Linked DNA regions of Sus scrofa: region 2 is linked to region 1. The links are chromatin contacts, called in public HiChIP or PLAC-seq maps. All regions are on one chromosome and are shown on one strand. Each heading gives the region's core, a stretch centred on a gene start, on an enhancer-like site or on the middle of the called end of the contact. The rest is flanking DNA. Distances are from core to core; before and after follow the strand shown.

What was found. HiChIP or PLAC-seq counts read pairs in DNA pulled down with a chosen protein or histone mark.
Region 2: a contact with region 1 is called in an H3K27ac HiChIP or PLAC-seq map of skeletal muscle. The contact joins the promoter of LOC110261745 here to the enhancer-like site in region 1. A contact is called at or near these places in 1 of 5 promoter capture datasets (liver), 3 of 47 Hi-C or Micro-C datasets (embryonic fibroblasts, heart right ventricle and liver) and 2 of 2 datasets of contacts at active chromatin or transcription factors (alveolar macrophages and skeletal muscle).

Annotation. Positions count from the first base shown.
Region 1 is chr7:68,219,598-68,226,718 of Sscrofa11.1, reverse strand. HEATR5A (HEAT repeat-containing protein 5A) reads right to left here. Exons shown (of 38, transcript XM_021099894.1): 23 at 5,793-5,962; 24 at 95-233. Among named protein-coding and RNA genes, the nearest start is that of HEATR5A, 80 kb to the right of the region's middle. Within about 2 kb of position 2,783, at least 7 of the 83 cell types and tissues checked have an H3K27ac peak or open chromatin away from gene starts, as enhancers often do. A contact at or near this core is called in liver and skeletal muscle, where this site is marked.
Region 2 is chr7:68,315,086-68,322,206 of Sscrofa11.1, reverse strand. LOC110261745 reads left to right here and starts at 3,062. Exons shown (of 3, transcript XM_021100055.1): 1 at 3,062-3,115; 2 at 3,173-4,504; 3 at 6,451-6,643. The coding sequence starts at 3,062. The coding sequence ends at 4,294. It overlaps HECTD1 (E3 ubiquitin-protein ligase HECTD1), which reads right to left and starts at 4,040. Exons shown (of 41, transcript XM_021099884.1): 1 at 3,382-4,040; 2 at 1,792-2,073. The coding sequence starts at 1,931.

The sequences.
Region 1 (7,121 bases), core at 1,534-4,033:
TTTTGAATTTCATTTAAAAAGCTTTGTTCATATAGAAGATTGAAGATTAAAAAAAATCATTTGAGCTGGAGATAATACTGATAAAAAGAATTACCTAGAGTCAACTCTTTTCTGCTATCCTTAGCAAGCATAACAGCATGTTCTGAAACTTCAGCTGCTTCTCTCTGAACAAGCTGACGTAAACAAGCCAGTACCGCTCGTCTCAGTAACAAATAGGGACTACAGAGATTCACCTGAAAAATACCATTTGGGAAATAAAAGAGCTGAAATTCTTGGTGGCATTCAATAAGTCTAACATACAATCACTGGACCCCTCCTCATTTTGTCCAGCCCATCGCTTGGCTGGAAACAAGTTATTAAAAACACAGAAACTTCTTCAACTACCCTAGCACATATTTCTTCATTATATAACTTAGAAATAGCTTAAGAAGTAATACATGTACTCGACTATGCAATATTCATGAACAAATCCAAGCAAAAGCCTTTTGACAACGTTAGAAGACACAAATTTATATGCGTAAACTAGTTTTGAGAGACATGAGATTCAACTGAGATAATTTATTTGCCATTTATATATTTGTGCTCATGCAACTATATTATAGTGTTTTACAAATCTCTAAGTAGAAATTTATACAAATCCATATAAGCAGTATTAGCATACTGCTTAAAATGGAGGCTCTGGAGTCAAACTGCTTCAGTTTGAGTCTTAGATCTATGACTGTGTGACCGTGGGCAAGTTATTTAATCTCTCTGTGCCTTGGTTTCCTCATTTGTTATATGGAGATAACACTACCCCTACCCTATCTCACAGGGCTGTTGTGAGCACAAAGAAACATGCAAAATTACCTGGAAAATAGTAAGTGCTCAATAAACATTAGTTATTATTAATGTAGCCTCTATCAACAGTAATTTAGATGACATACAGTGTAAGAAAACGCATTTTCAAATAAAGGCATAAACAGTTTTACTCAGAAAATATATTCACCAAAAATGCTCTCTAGAGACAAACATTACACATAGTAAATTTCATATATATATATCTACTTAAATATGGATATACATATATGTACATAGAAATGTAAATATTTTAGATATAGGATACTTCTACTCAGAATGACAGACTCAATACATATGCTTTCTACTTAGAAATTTGTTTTGTTTTGCTTTTTTTTATTTGCCATGCCTGTGGCATGCAGAAGTTCCCAGGCCAGGGATCAAACCCACACCACAGTAGCGACCTGAGCCACAGCAGTGATAATGCCTGTTCCTTAACCTGCTGTGCTGCAAGAGAACTCTGTTTTAGAGGTATTTAAGCAATGTAAATCTCAATAGGTTAGAGAATTCTGGCTTATAAGTATTTAAACAATGTAAATCTCAATAGGTTGTGTCTATCTAGGGTAAAATGATACAACTGGTGATATACCTTAAATGAACAATTAAAACAAGTGAAAAGTTTCTGAATACAAATTCTTACTCAGTGATTTCATAAGTAGGATAAAGCCTATAGATTCTGAAATTCATTTTGTTCTAACTATGAAAATAAAGACCAGTTTGCTGTGGCTTATGACAGTAAATATGTGTTTTTGTGTGTGTGTTTGTGTGTCTTTTTTTTTTTTTGCCATTTCTTGGGCCACTCCCACGGCATATGGAGGCCAGGTGTCTAACCAGAGCCATAACCTCTGGCCTACACCAGAGCCACAGCAATGCAGGATCTGAGCCGCATCTGCGACCTACACCATAGATCACGGCAACGCCAGATCCTTAACCCACTGAGCAAGGCCAGGGATCGAACCCACAACCTCATGGTTCCTAGTCGGATTTGTTAACCACTGAGTCACCACGGAAACTCCTAAATATGCCTTATAATAGTGATTTTCCAAACATAACTTGGAAAAAATTGGCCTAATACTTTTAGGTCCTCTTCAGATCTCATTTGTGTGCAAAAAACAGGACTGAAGCAGGTGAGTTTGCTGAAAAGAGCAGAGGCAAAATTCTAAGAAAAATGAGTAGGTAGGGGCAACTAGTTTTTAACATATAAGACACTTGCAAATAAAGTTAAATCCTTAATTTTATGAGAAGCTAGAGGACAAAAAGGTGTGTGACTATATCACCAGTGAAACATTTGGATGAGAACTGCTTTATAAATATATTCTATTATACTCTCAAGTGATACCATGAACTCAAAAGTGGAAAGAGAAGAATGCCATTAACAATGTCAAGGTCATGTTGTTCTAGTCATGGTTAAGAACTCTGCTGTTAGAAACTAGTACAAAGGATAACAGAGAAGTTAAAATGTAAAAAAGGTGAAGTTTATTCATGCCCAAGATTTTGGCTGTATTTAACAACAGTGACAAAACAGCACTCTATGAGAAGACAATTTTAAAGAAAATTTAATAAAACTACTAGTTATTTTAATAGGAGTTTTTACAAGCATATAATACAAGGCAGGCACAGTACTTAATTCAGGCTGGTCAAACAATCTTTTAAAAAAAGCATGCTCAAAAGCACTCTTTAGGTATTTGGTACAGAGAACTGTCACACAAAGCAAAATGGGATGCTTAATATCTCCATGTCATTCTCCAGCATTTATATTGGGAAAAGGAATAGAGTGGATTAAGGCAAACAAACTGAGCAGGCAAAATACAGAAATTAAATCAAACTGTGATTACAATTCCTTTCTGAAGTGAATGTATTAAGTGAAAATGATGCAAAATTAAGCACAGGGAGTGAGTGCATCAGCTGGAGAAGGTTAGGGAGGATTTGTTTACAGTGGTATTAAATAATCACCATATAACATGCTACACACACTGGACTTTGCATTAATGGTTAGCTGAAACAAAGAGATGCAAAGGAAAACAAGGACATTTACAACCAAAAAAAAAAAAAAAAAAAAAACCAAAACCCACAAAGAAAAAGCACTGCAAATCTCAAAAAGTTAGGAATCGAGGGTCAGGGACCTACCAACACAGAATTATCCAACAAGATCTCCTGCACAAAAACAAATGACAGACCGGTCATGACAAAACCAAAAGATAAATACTAGGATGACTTTGACAATAGTCAGCTAAGTATTAAAATATAAATGTTGACAGAGCTATCATTCATATTGGCTTAGCTTCAGCTTCAAAAATACACCATTAAATACTTCATTTTCCAACTTAAAATGTGAGTTGAGCTAAGATTTTAGAAATAGTCAACTCAAGATGCAAAGATATAAAAATACAGTAATTTCAAAATACACATTTGTATAATTAGGCTTTCCTTTGGAATCTTTCATTAAGCCTCAATAACAAAACCAGATCAAGCAGACATGAGCGTGAAAGAGTGATCTGGATTAAGTTCGCATGAACAGGTGTCCAGCAAGGGACAAAGTTAATGGTTTATCTCATCACAAGTTAATTATAGACTTTTATTCTTAGAAGCCAAGTTTTAAAATTGATAGTAGTTATAACTGCTAGTGAGCTAAGGCCAAGTTCAGAATGGAAGTTAAACAGCATGCAGTTAGAAGAAACCCCTTTATAATATGATTCTTTCCTAATGATGAGATGTATTCTGAATATTCAGGGAGTTTCAATTAATATGAAAATAGTTCATGCTAAATAATTAAATCCTATGAAGAAAAAAAAAACAAACCTGATTCGTAAAGTATTTTAATAGGATAGCAAAAGCAATTTCCTTACTAGAGGGAATACTCTAAAATATAAATTTAGAATAAAAGCTTTACTAAGCAAAATTATTAATTCATAAAATTAACACACTATAGTGATAGCAATTTTTGAATATAATTATTTATAAGAAAAAAATCATTTTACAGCTTAAGTATTATGAGTGACATGAATAAGATTTGTAATTGTTACTTCTGATTTTCTCAATTGCTCCAAATGGACCTAAAAGAAAAATCTGTATAGTCTCTCTTTTTCTTTATACGTAAACTTTGTCTCAGTCGAGGAAAAGAAAATAGTACCACACTTGATCAGATCTAATTCATCATGAATTAGCAGTTAGTCTTGCCCTTTATTTCTCAATAAACTTTACTTAATAAATGAATTCATGCATTTATCTGTTAAATTTTAAAAGGCTATTAATGGAAAATTTCTACTGTGACTCAAAATAATGGCAGTATTATTATATTTAATTGGTGAGTAGAAAGATCAACTTGCACAGGAGTGGATATTTTTCAATAACTGGTTTTGGCAATTTTTTTCTTTTTTTTTGCCCCCGAGGCCTATGGAGTTCCCTGGGCCAAGGATCAGATCCAAGCCGCAGTTGCGACCTATACCTCAGCTGTGGCGACATGGGATTCTTTAAACCCATTGTGCTGGGCCAGGGATCGAGCCTGCATGCTGGCACTGTGGAGAGAGTGCCAATTCCGTTGTGCCACAGTGGGAACTCCGACAATGATTTTTTGAATATAAAGAGTAGTATTCCTGGGGGAAAAGTCATTGAATGATAAAGTTAAAATTCTTTTCTAGTAAGTGCTGTTCTAATACATGTTTAACCCAGACAGAAACCAAAGCTTCTACTAGAAAATTCAGTCGCATCCTCTCTTTAAGGGTCTTAACCTAATTATGACTACGAAAATCAGCATGAAGATTAATATAATGTTATGTTTAAGTTACATATTAAGAAAACAGAAACAGCTACTATTTATTTAGTGGTTATTAAGTGCTGGGACAAGTGTCTTTTCAGGTAGCATCTTATCCTCATTAAAGACAGCTGAGGGTAGAGATTATGGGATGTCCCTAAGGCCACAAACTAGGAGGGGGCAGAGTTGAGAGCTACCGATAACTACAGTTAATATTAAGCAGTGAAATGAGGGCAGGACAAGGAGTTCATAAACCTGGACTCTACAAAGAACCACCACTACTAGATACCTCAGGCAAAATATTTCACTTTTTGGTGTGTATCTTTTTATTGAGAAGATTGGTTTTAATGATGTTTTAGCAAATGCTGCATATTTTATCTCAAGCTTGAAAATGAAAGGTCTGTCTAAAGTAATGATTCTCAGTTATCATGTCACTAAGGGAAGTGTGCTGTGAACATTTCAGGGGCAGAAAAAGTTGAAAAGCAACAATGTCTTGTTTGAACTCCAAATGTAACTCAACTTTCCAAGGCAAGTCCAGAGAGAAACTGGTGATGCAAAGGGTAAGATTTTCTTTTTTTAATCTTAAAAACTGAAATACAGTTGATTTACAATATTTTATTTTCTGGTGTACAGCAAAGTGATTCAGTGATACACTTTTTCATATTCTTTTCCATTATGATAATATCAAGGCAAATCTTAAAACCACTGATAATTATAAATCACCTCACTAGAACATTTTGTTAATTATTTTCACCTGTCTATATTCATGAGACACCCTATTAGAACCCAGATATTGATGCATATACTGCAAGAATATCGAGGAAAAATTTTATTTGCCCAGCTGCGATGAAAAGAGCTTTATATGTAATAGTTTGGAACAGAGAAAGAAGTACGGAAAAAAAAAGATGTTACCACATATATTTTTCCACATCCTACAGCATTTATACACTACCTGGAATATCAGCACTCAATATAATTCTACTGATTAATGAACAAATATTCTAAATATTAACTTCAACATAAATGGGAGAAAAATTAATCAATATATGAGAGGTTCAAGACGTGACTGTATGAAAGTTGTCCCTTACCCCCCAAAAAGATTAGAACTGAAGGTAAATAGCTACAGTATACAGTCCAGAGAATAATTAAAATAAATTTAAATTTCCAACAAAAGAAACTAAGGTCTCATTTATAATTTTATACTCACACAGAGGCAACTGACTAGGCTAGACAAGTTGACATGTCGTGGAGCAAACATATGAAGCTGCTGAAGGCAAGAGATGGCCTGAGCTTGGACGAGGCAGTCTGGGTTATCTTGCATCACTGCACAACCCAACAGACAGGAAGTCCTTAAGGCAGAAATGTAAGTACTATTACCTAAAATGAAAGCACAAAGGTTTTATGTATTTATTTGTCTTTTGTCTTTTTAGGGCCACCCCACAGCATACGGAGGTTCCCAGGCTAGGGGTCGAATCAGAGCTGTAACTGCCAGCCTATGCCACAGCCACAGCCACATGGGATCCGAGCCACATCTGCAACTTACATCACAGCTCATGGCAATGCCAGATCCTTAACCACTGAGCAAAGCCAGGGATCGAACCCACAACCTCATGGTTACTAGCTGGGTTTGTTAACCACTGAGCCATGACGGGAACTCCTAAAGGTTTTAATAATTGGCCTATTACCCTTTAAATATATATTACTGGGCTTAAAATTTTTTCCCTCCAACTTAAACTCAAGGTTCTGTGAAGTAAATTTCTTCTACAAAATTAGGTGATAGATTTTCAGATTATGTTACTTGCTTTTAGTCTGAAAAGTTTATGGCAATACAAATCATTAGGCAAAGAACCTAAGCCTATCTGCAGGTTAAACCAAATTTTTATGAAAAGTAGAATTTGAAACTGCTAATAAACTTTACTTAGTATTAGGAGAGTTGCTTTCATATATTAAAATCACATACTTTGCATCTGAATAGATCAGAGTAACTGAGTTTTGGGACTGAGTCATTTTTATCTTAAAAGAAGTAAGACTATTTCAGTTCTTGTCTGTCATTTTAATTGTTAAGGAAAGGACTTTTAGGAGATATCCAAACTTTCTAAATTATGATACTCCTTGTCTGCTCAAGGTAAAAGAAATCAGATTGATTGTCATTTATTTTATAAAAATACACTGAGCTCCTGCCAATCACAATGGCTTTTCAACTTTTATTTGACAGAGGAGGAAACTGAAGCTCAGAGACTTGAGGATTTTCCCAAAGTCACCCTATTAAGTAGTGGTGAAGCTTAGATTAAATTTCCCACTTTCTTTTTTTTTTTTGTCTTTTTGCCATTTCTTGGGCCGCTCCTGCGGCATATGGAGATTCCCAGGCCAGGGGTCGAATCGGAGCTGTAGCCGCTGGCCTACGCCAGAGCCACAGCAACGCGGGATCCGAGGCGCGTCTGCAACCTACACCACAGCTCACGGCAACGCCGGATCGTTAACCCACTGAGTAAGGTCAGGGATCGAACCCGCAACCTCATGGTTCCTAGTCGGATTC
Region 2 (7,121 bases), core at 1,813-4,312, 95 kb before region 1:
GAGGCTAGAGGTCCAAAGGGAGCTATAGCTGCAGCCTACACCAGAGCCACTGCAACACCAAATACAAGCAGCATTTGTGATCTACACTGCAGCCTGCAGCAATGCTGGATCTTTAGCCCACTGTTCAAGACCAGGGACTGAACCCACATCCTCACAGAGACAACATCAGGTCATTAACCCACTGAGCCACAGTGGGAACTCCTCCTATAAAATTGTTTTAATAAGACTTTGTAAAAATGTCATTACAAATACCTCTACCAAATGCTAGTATTTAATAAAAGATATCATAGTTGATTTGACTGGTATGCATGACTTAATTTTTAAAATACCAAAAGCAATTCTCAGGTTAATGAAAACCTTCTAATGAAATCTATGAATACCCAAAAATCTATTTCACTTTTCTACGAACACTGCCAAAATAAGTATTAACAGACAAGCTAAATTAGGTTCTGAAAGTCTTTCAATAACAATAACTAGCTGAAATAAATGGATCACTAACAAACTGTAATTTGGAAACTTTGTTCATAAGGATTTTTACTGTAATAATACCATTTCAATGGGATTTACAACTAAGAATTATTAATAATTCTTTTTTTTTTTTTTTTTGTCTTTTTGCTATTTCTTGGGCCGCTCCCGCGGCATATGGAGGTTCCCAGGCTAGGGGTCCAATCGGAGCTGTAGTCTCCGGCCTACGCCAGAGCCACAGCAACGCGGGATCCGAGTTGCGTCTGCAACCTACACCACAGCTCACGGCAACGCCGGATCGTTAACCCACTGAGCAAGTGCAGGGACCGAACCCGCAACCTCATGGTTCCTAGTCGGATTCGTTAACCACTGCGCCACGACGGAACTCCTAATAATTCATTTATTACTTCACCTTAATTACTCAATCAAAAATGAAGATGGTTAAAAATACTTTTGTCAATTTAGTTATAGTCTTTATTCCCAACTCAAAGAAATTAAGATTATACCAAATTTTATGTCAACATCTGGAATATTTCCTAACAATTACTTCAAAATGGCATCAAAACAAATACAGAGGCATCTGAGTTTTCACTTATCACTGGAATTCAAAATTGTAAATATAAATATAAAATAAACAGCAAAAACCAGTGTGTTTGGCATTCAAAACAGTTAATCTAATTAGGCAAGCATATAAGTGGAAACATATGGCATTAATGACCAATCTAGTTCCTTTACATTTTTGCAAATTCTACATAACCTCTGAATGAAACTGTTTAAACTCTACAAACCTCAAAGTTTGCTTCTACTATTCCAAAAAGTATGTTATATGGGTAAGGTCTAATTTATACCTGCTCCAAACTGAAATTTACAAACCAATCATTTGCTTTAACAAAGGCAGTGTCATGAATTAATACCAAGGGCAACTGGAAACATATATTCATTATAGTTTGTATTCTTTTGTTAATTTCAGGCCAATTTTTTTCATACAGAAATAACCAACCTTAAAGAAGTATTTGTATTTCCCAGTTCATAAAATATTCTGAAAATGGATCAATCACACACAAGGTTAAAATTAGTATTCCCTACTAATTCCTATTCATTCAACAAACATGTATTTGTGTCGTAACTATCATTACTGGAGTTAGTTCACCTACCAATTTTTATTTCTCAGAAAAATACAAATGCAAAACTGCAGAAACTTTTTAAAAGTTTTAAAACTCACTGAAGAAAATTCTACAGAAGCTAAAATCAGGAAATGGCTGAAAACATGTCATGTAGATGTCACTACAGCAACTCCAAAGGAAGATGATGAAGGGATGTACTTACGTTTCAAAACAACGATCCACGTTGTCAGACATCAAAAGCAGCATGCATAGCTGTTCAAGGGCTATTAGTTGCATGTCCCTTTCATCTCCCTGTCCCATCTGCAGCCATTCCAGCAATGTATCTGGATCCACATCTGCCATGGTTTTTTTTTTTTTAAAGGCTCTTTGCTTAAATTAAAAAAGTAAAAGCAAAAATTCCTCTAAATGTCCAGAAATGATCAGGGTGGGTTTAAATTTTTTTTTTCTTTTACACGGGCCAGAGCCAAATTTTCGTGGTGTCCTCCTGGAATTAGAAAAGACTCATAAGTGTGTGTGGATAGAGAGCTTAATGCAGTTTTTCAACTTTCCTTATTCCTCGGTTTAACTTCATATATCACACTAAATAAAAACCAGTTTTGAACAAGAATATAAGCTGATTAGGTTGCTGCTTAACTGGAAACCTGAGCCGTCTTTGTCAAAGACAGTTAAACAAGCTTCCTATCCCAGTACTGCTATCACTAATGTCTGTGCCAAAAGGCAAACAACACCTTACTATGAGTTCTTTTTTTTCAGCAAACGTCTTTCCCCTCCTCGACCCAAAACTGATCTTCGGATAAGGATGAGAATCAGTATTTTAAGGAGACTAAGAATTTTGATCTAATCCCTCTCCAAATTAAGTTTCTATTTTAAAATTACCTCCAATTTCATAAATTCTGCCGACTTCTCGATTTACTTACTGCTATTCTTACCATATCTAAATACAAATGATAGACACAAGATCTATCTAGGAATAAAAACTTGATTAGGAATTTTGGCTGTTTTGGCAACTGTTTTTAAAAGTTTTAAAAGAAATGCTAAAAGTAAGTACAATGGACTAACACATTACGGATCAGAATATAGGCTAATCTATGGTCCTCTTTCCCTGTCCCCATAGAGTGGGCAGTTGGTTAAAAACAACAACAGCGAAGGAAAAGCAACCACAACAGGCAAGTCATTACAAAAGCTCGTAAGTGCCGTGAAGGAGAGACGGCTTTGGGTCCCCTGCAACCCAGGTGCAGGTGTATAAACCCAGCGGCAGGTTCCAGTGGGCACCCAACGGCGGCCGTCAGCAGGGGTGACCCAACACCCTAGGCCCACTCGACCCCGCGCCGAGAGGCGCAGGCACCGCGCTCCGGTTTCCTGGCACCAAACCCGGCTAAGTTAGCTACCTGTGTCGAAAAGGAGGGGGAAGTTTTGGAGGAGGAGCAGCAAGCCTCTCTACCCTAGAGGAGGCCACCGAGGCGGGCTCGGAGATGGGTCTCCCGGGAGCGGCGCCCGGAACTCCGAGGCCCGGGGAGATGTCCCTGGCCCCGCCGGGCGGCGAAACCTTCTCAAGGACAAGGGGAGGGGGGGGGCTGCCGTAGGTTCCGGCTTGGACAAGCCGGGTCCCGCCCCGGGCAGAGCCAAGGCTGGGAAACAAAGGGGCTAAGAGGGTAAGTCAACAGCAGTGCCGCCGACCTTACCAGGGGCCGGGGTCTCGCTCCCAGCCCGCCGCCGGGCATCCCTCATCCCGGCACCAGGGCCGTTCCGACCGCCCAGGGAGTCCCCGCCTCCCCTTCCCTCAAGCTCTTACCCGGGCCTGTCCTCCCAAACCACTCCGGTCCAGCTCCAAGCAGGCCGCGGGCAGAGCCAGGCCCGGCCGCGGCCCTAGAGTTCCCAGGAAGCCGCAGGCCGCGCAGGTCGAGCCGGGCAAGCGGCACAGGAAAAGCCGCTCCTCGTCCCTCCCCTTCCTCCGCGGGGACCTGGTGACGGGGAAGCGAGAGGTTCCCCAGACCAGCGGCAGCCAGCGCACGTCCCGTCCCCGGCACGCGGCTCCTCCGGCCTTACAGCTCAGAGGCCCGCGCGGTGCTGCCGGCGGCGGCGGCGGGGGAGGCCGCGTCCATCGCGATCCGGGAGGGGGAAGGGAGGAGGGTCGGGGGAGAGCCGGGCGGGGAAGCTGCGGAGGGCAGCCGTGCGGCGCGGAGGCGGAGCAAATGGGCTCTACTGACTGCGACCTCGCCGGCCGCCACGTGGGGCGCTGCAGGTGCCGGTCGGCCAGTGGCGCAAGGGGCGCCAGCCCTGGGTGCCAGGCGGCGGGACGCGTCGCCGCCTCTCTCTGGTCTCTCTCGCACTCCGGGCCTCGGTCTCCCTCGGCCTTGTCAGCTGTCGCTTTACTATCGTACGCCCTGCACCTTCACTATGCTATCAATCGGAGCGCGCTCCCACCACCCCGCACGCGCGGCTGCACGTACGCTCAGCGTGTTTTGCACGGTGTGTACACACTTGGCGCGCTCCTGCTGACGGCACTCAGGCTGCACGTCAAACCTGCGGCCCAGGCTGTCTTTGCCTGGCGTCCTACCAGGGCGACCGTACCCGGCCAAGAACTGGTCACCCCTCCTCGAGCACCGAAAAGTGTCGCGGGAGGAGAAGCGCCTCCCTTCGGTCCTAGGAGGCAAACCGCCCGCAGTTCGTTGGAAAGAAAATCTTTCACAACTCCGGGGAAGTAAATATTGTCGAGTGTTCTCTCCATTGTACGGATGAGAGAACTGAGGCTCCCAAAAGCGTGAATTCAGGCCCAATGGCGTCCCCAGTAAGCAGCAGCACTGCGAGTGTGCTTTTGATTTTTTCCTGTGGGTTTTGGTCGCAAGAATGTCTGTAATTATTCCCTTCGGACGTTCTGTTTCACAGGCGTTGAAAACAAAATATATTTGCTTATGGTACGTACATGGAGATATTTAGGATATAATTAATTGGAAATGTGACTATAGCTTCCTTTTTTTAAAATCAAGAAATTAATGCCTTGGTTTGTGAGATAGGTAAACCCATGCCCAGACACCCACTGTACTCTCACTTTTTCATCTTTTAAACAAACATGAATATTATATGATAGTATTTGAGAAGCGTTCTTTTAAGCAGTTAGATTGGGTTCACCATATGCTTGAAGAACTAGTATTTTGGAAATTACAGATTTGCACTGAAGATATCTATAAGTACTTGTCCGACTGTGGCAGGTAAGTGTCCCTAGGTCTCCTGTTAACAGATGAAACTCAGAGAAAAGAGTAGAACATTCCAACTATCTTGTCAGAACTACAACACATGAGAATAATTATTTGTGAGCTATGAATGTGACTTAAGAGCTGCAGGAAAATCTTTAAGGAGGAGGTGGGTTCCTCTTGGACCTTGAAGAGTGGGTAGAATGTGAACACCACAAGGGAGGAGAAAGAATACAAGCAAACCCTATGTTCTGAGACACAGGAAGGAGGACCAGCACCTCAAGCAAAAAACCAGCATTAAGCAATGATAGAGAAGATAAGAGCTAAAGTGAGAAGGGTCTTATGTGGGATCCAGAATTTAGGGTGAGGTAACATGTTCTGGACTAGAACATTGACTGAAAAAGTTCTGGGCCTTAGATGTATAGGGCCAGAGTGTCCAGAATGGCTAAAAACCTAGACAAGGAGACTAACTGGGAGATTGCTAAAGTCCCCCAGTAGTGGAGGGAGGGAGGAAGAGCCCAAAGGGCCTAGTTTTTGGCGTTAAGAATGAAGAAGAGGAGTTCCCGTCGTGGCGCATTGGTTAACGAATCCGACTAGGAACCATGAGGTTGCGGGTTCGGTCCCTGCCCTTGCTCAGTGGGTTAAGGATCCGGCGTTGCCGTGAGCTGTGGTGTAGGTCGCAGACGCGGCTCGGATCCCGCGTTGCTGTGGCTCTGGCGTAGGCCGGAGACTACAGCTCCGATTGGACCCCTAGCCTGGGAACCTCCATATGCCGCGGGAGCGGCCCAAGAAATAGCAACAACAACAACAACAAAAAAAAAGACAAAAAAAAAAAAAAAAAAAAAAAAAAAAAAAAAAAAAAGAAGAATGAAGAAGAAATATATCTTTAAAATATTTTTTAAAGATATATCAGAATGTAAATGAATAACCTCAATTATTTTTATTGAAATATAGCTGATTTATAGTATGTTAGTTTCAGGTGTACAACATAATGATTTGGTTTTATATATATGTATTTTTTTTCAGATTCTTTTTCCTTATAGGTTATTACAGAATATTGAAGTGTTAGAAGAGTGGAAGGAGATTATGTATGCAAAGAACCTAGGCCAGTAGTTTTCAACCTTAGCTGCACATTAGAGTCACTTGGAGAACCTTTTTTTTTTTTTTTTTAATAGACTTTTTTTTTAAGAGTAGTTTAGGCTCACAGCAAAGTTAAGGCGAAAGTACAGAGAATACCCATATATCTCCTGTGCATGTACAAGCACAACTGTTAAAATCCCCTACCTGAGTAGTACATCTGTTACAATTAATGAGCCTTTGTTGACACATTATTGTCATTCAAAGTCATAGTTGACCTTAGAGTTCACTCTTAGAAATATACATTCTATGGATTTTGGCAAATGTATCATGAGACATACCTACTATCATAGTACCATACAGAATAGTTTCACTGCTCTAAAAATCACTTGTGCTCTACCTATTTATCCTTTCCTCTCCCTTAACCCTTGACAACCACTGATCTTTATATTGTGTCTATTGTCTTAACATTATTCAGAATGTTATAGATGAAACCATACAGTATGTAGTCTTTTCATGTTTCTTTCACTTAGTAATATGCATTTAAGTTTCTTTTGTGTCTTTTCATGACTTAATAGCTCATTTCTTTTTAGGGCTAAATAATAGTCTATCATCTAGATGTACCCCAGTTTATCCATCCACCTACTGAAGGACTTCTTGAATGTTGCCAAGTTTTCGCAATGAAAATAAAGCTACTATAAACATCCACGTGCAAGGTTTTACATGGACCTAAGTTTTCAACTCATTTGGGTAAATACCAAGGAGCAAAATTTCTGGATTTCATGGTAAGAATATGTTTGGGTTTTTTTTTCTTCTTTCAGTTTTATTGAGATGTAATTAATATACAGCACTGTGTAAGGTTAAGGTGTACGACGTAATTATTTGACTTACATATGTCATGAAATGATTTCCACAGTAGGTTTAGTGAACATCCAACATTTCATGTAGATACCACATTAAAGAAAAAAATTAACAAGTTATTTTTCCCTTGTGGTGAGAACTCTTAGGACTTTGTTAATTTTCATTTATAATGTTCAGTAGTGTTAGCTTTATGATGTTATCATGTACATCCCTAGTACATATTTTTCTTATAATTGGAAGTTTTGACTAACTTTTGACTACCTTCATCTAATTCTCCCTCCCTGCAAGAATATGTTTACTTTTGTAAGAAACTGCCAAACTGTTTTTCAAAGTAGCTGTACCGTATTTTCCATAAGCAGTGAATGAGGCTTCACATTGTTTCACATTCTCATCAGCATTTGGT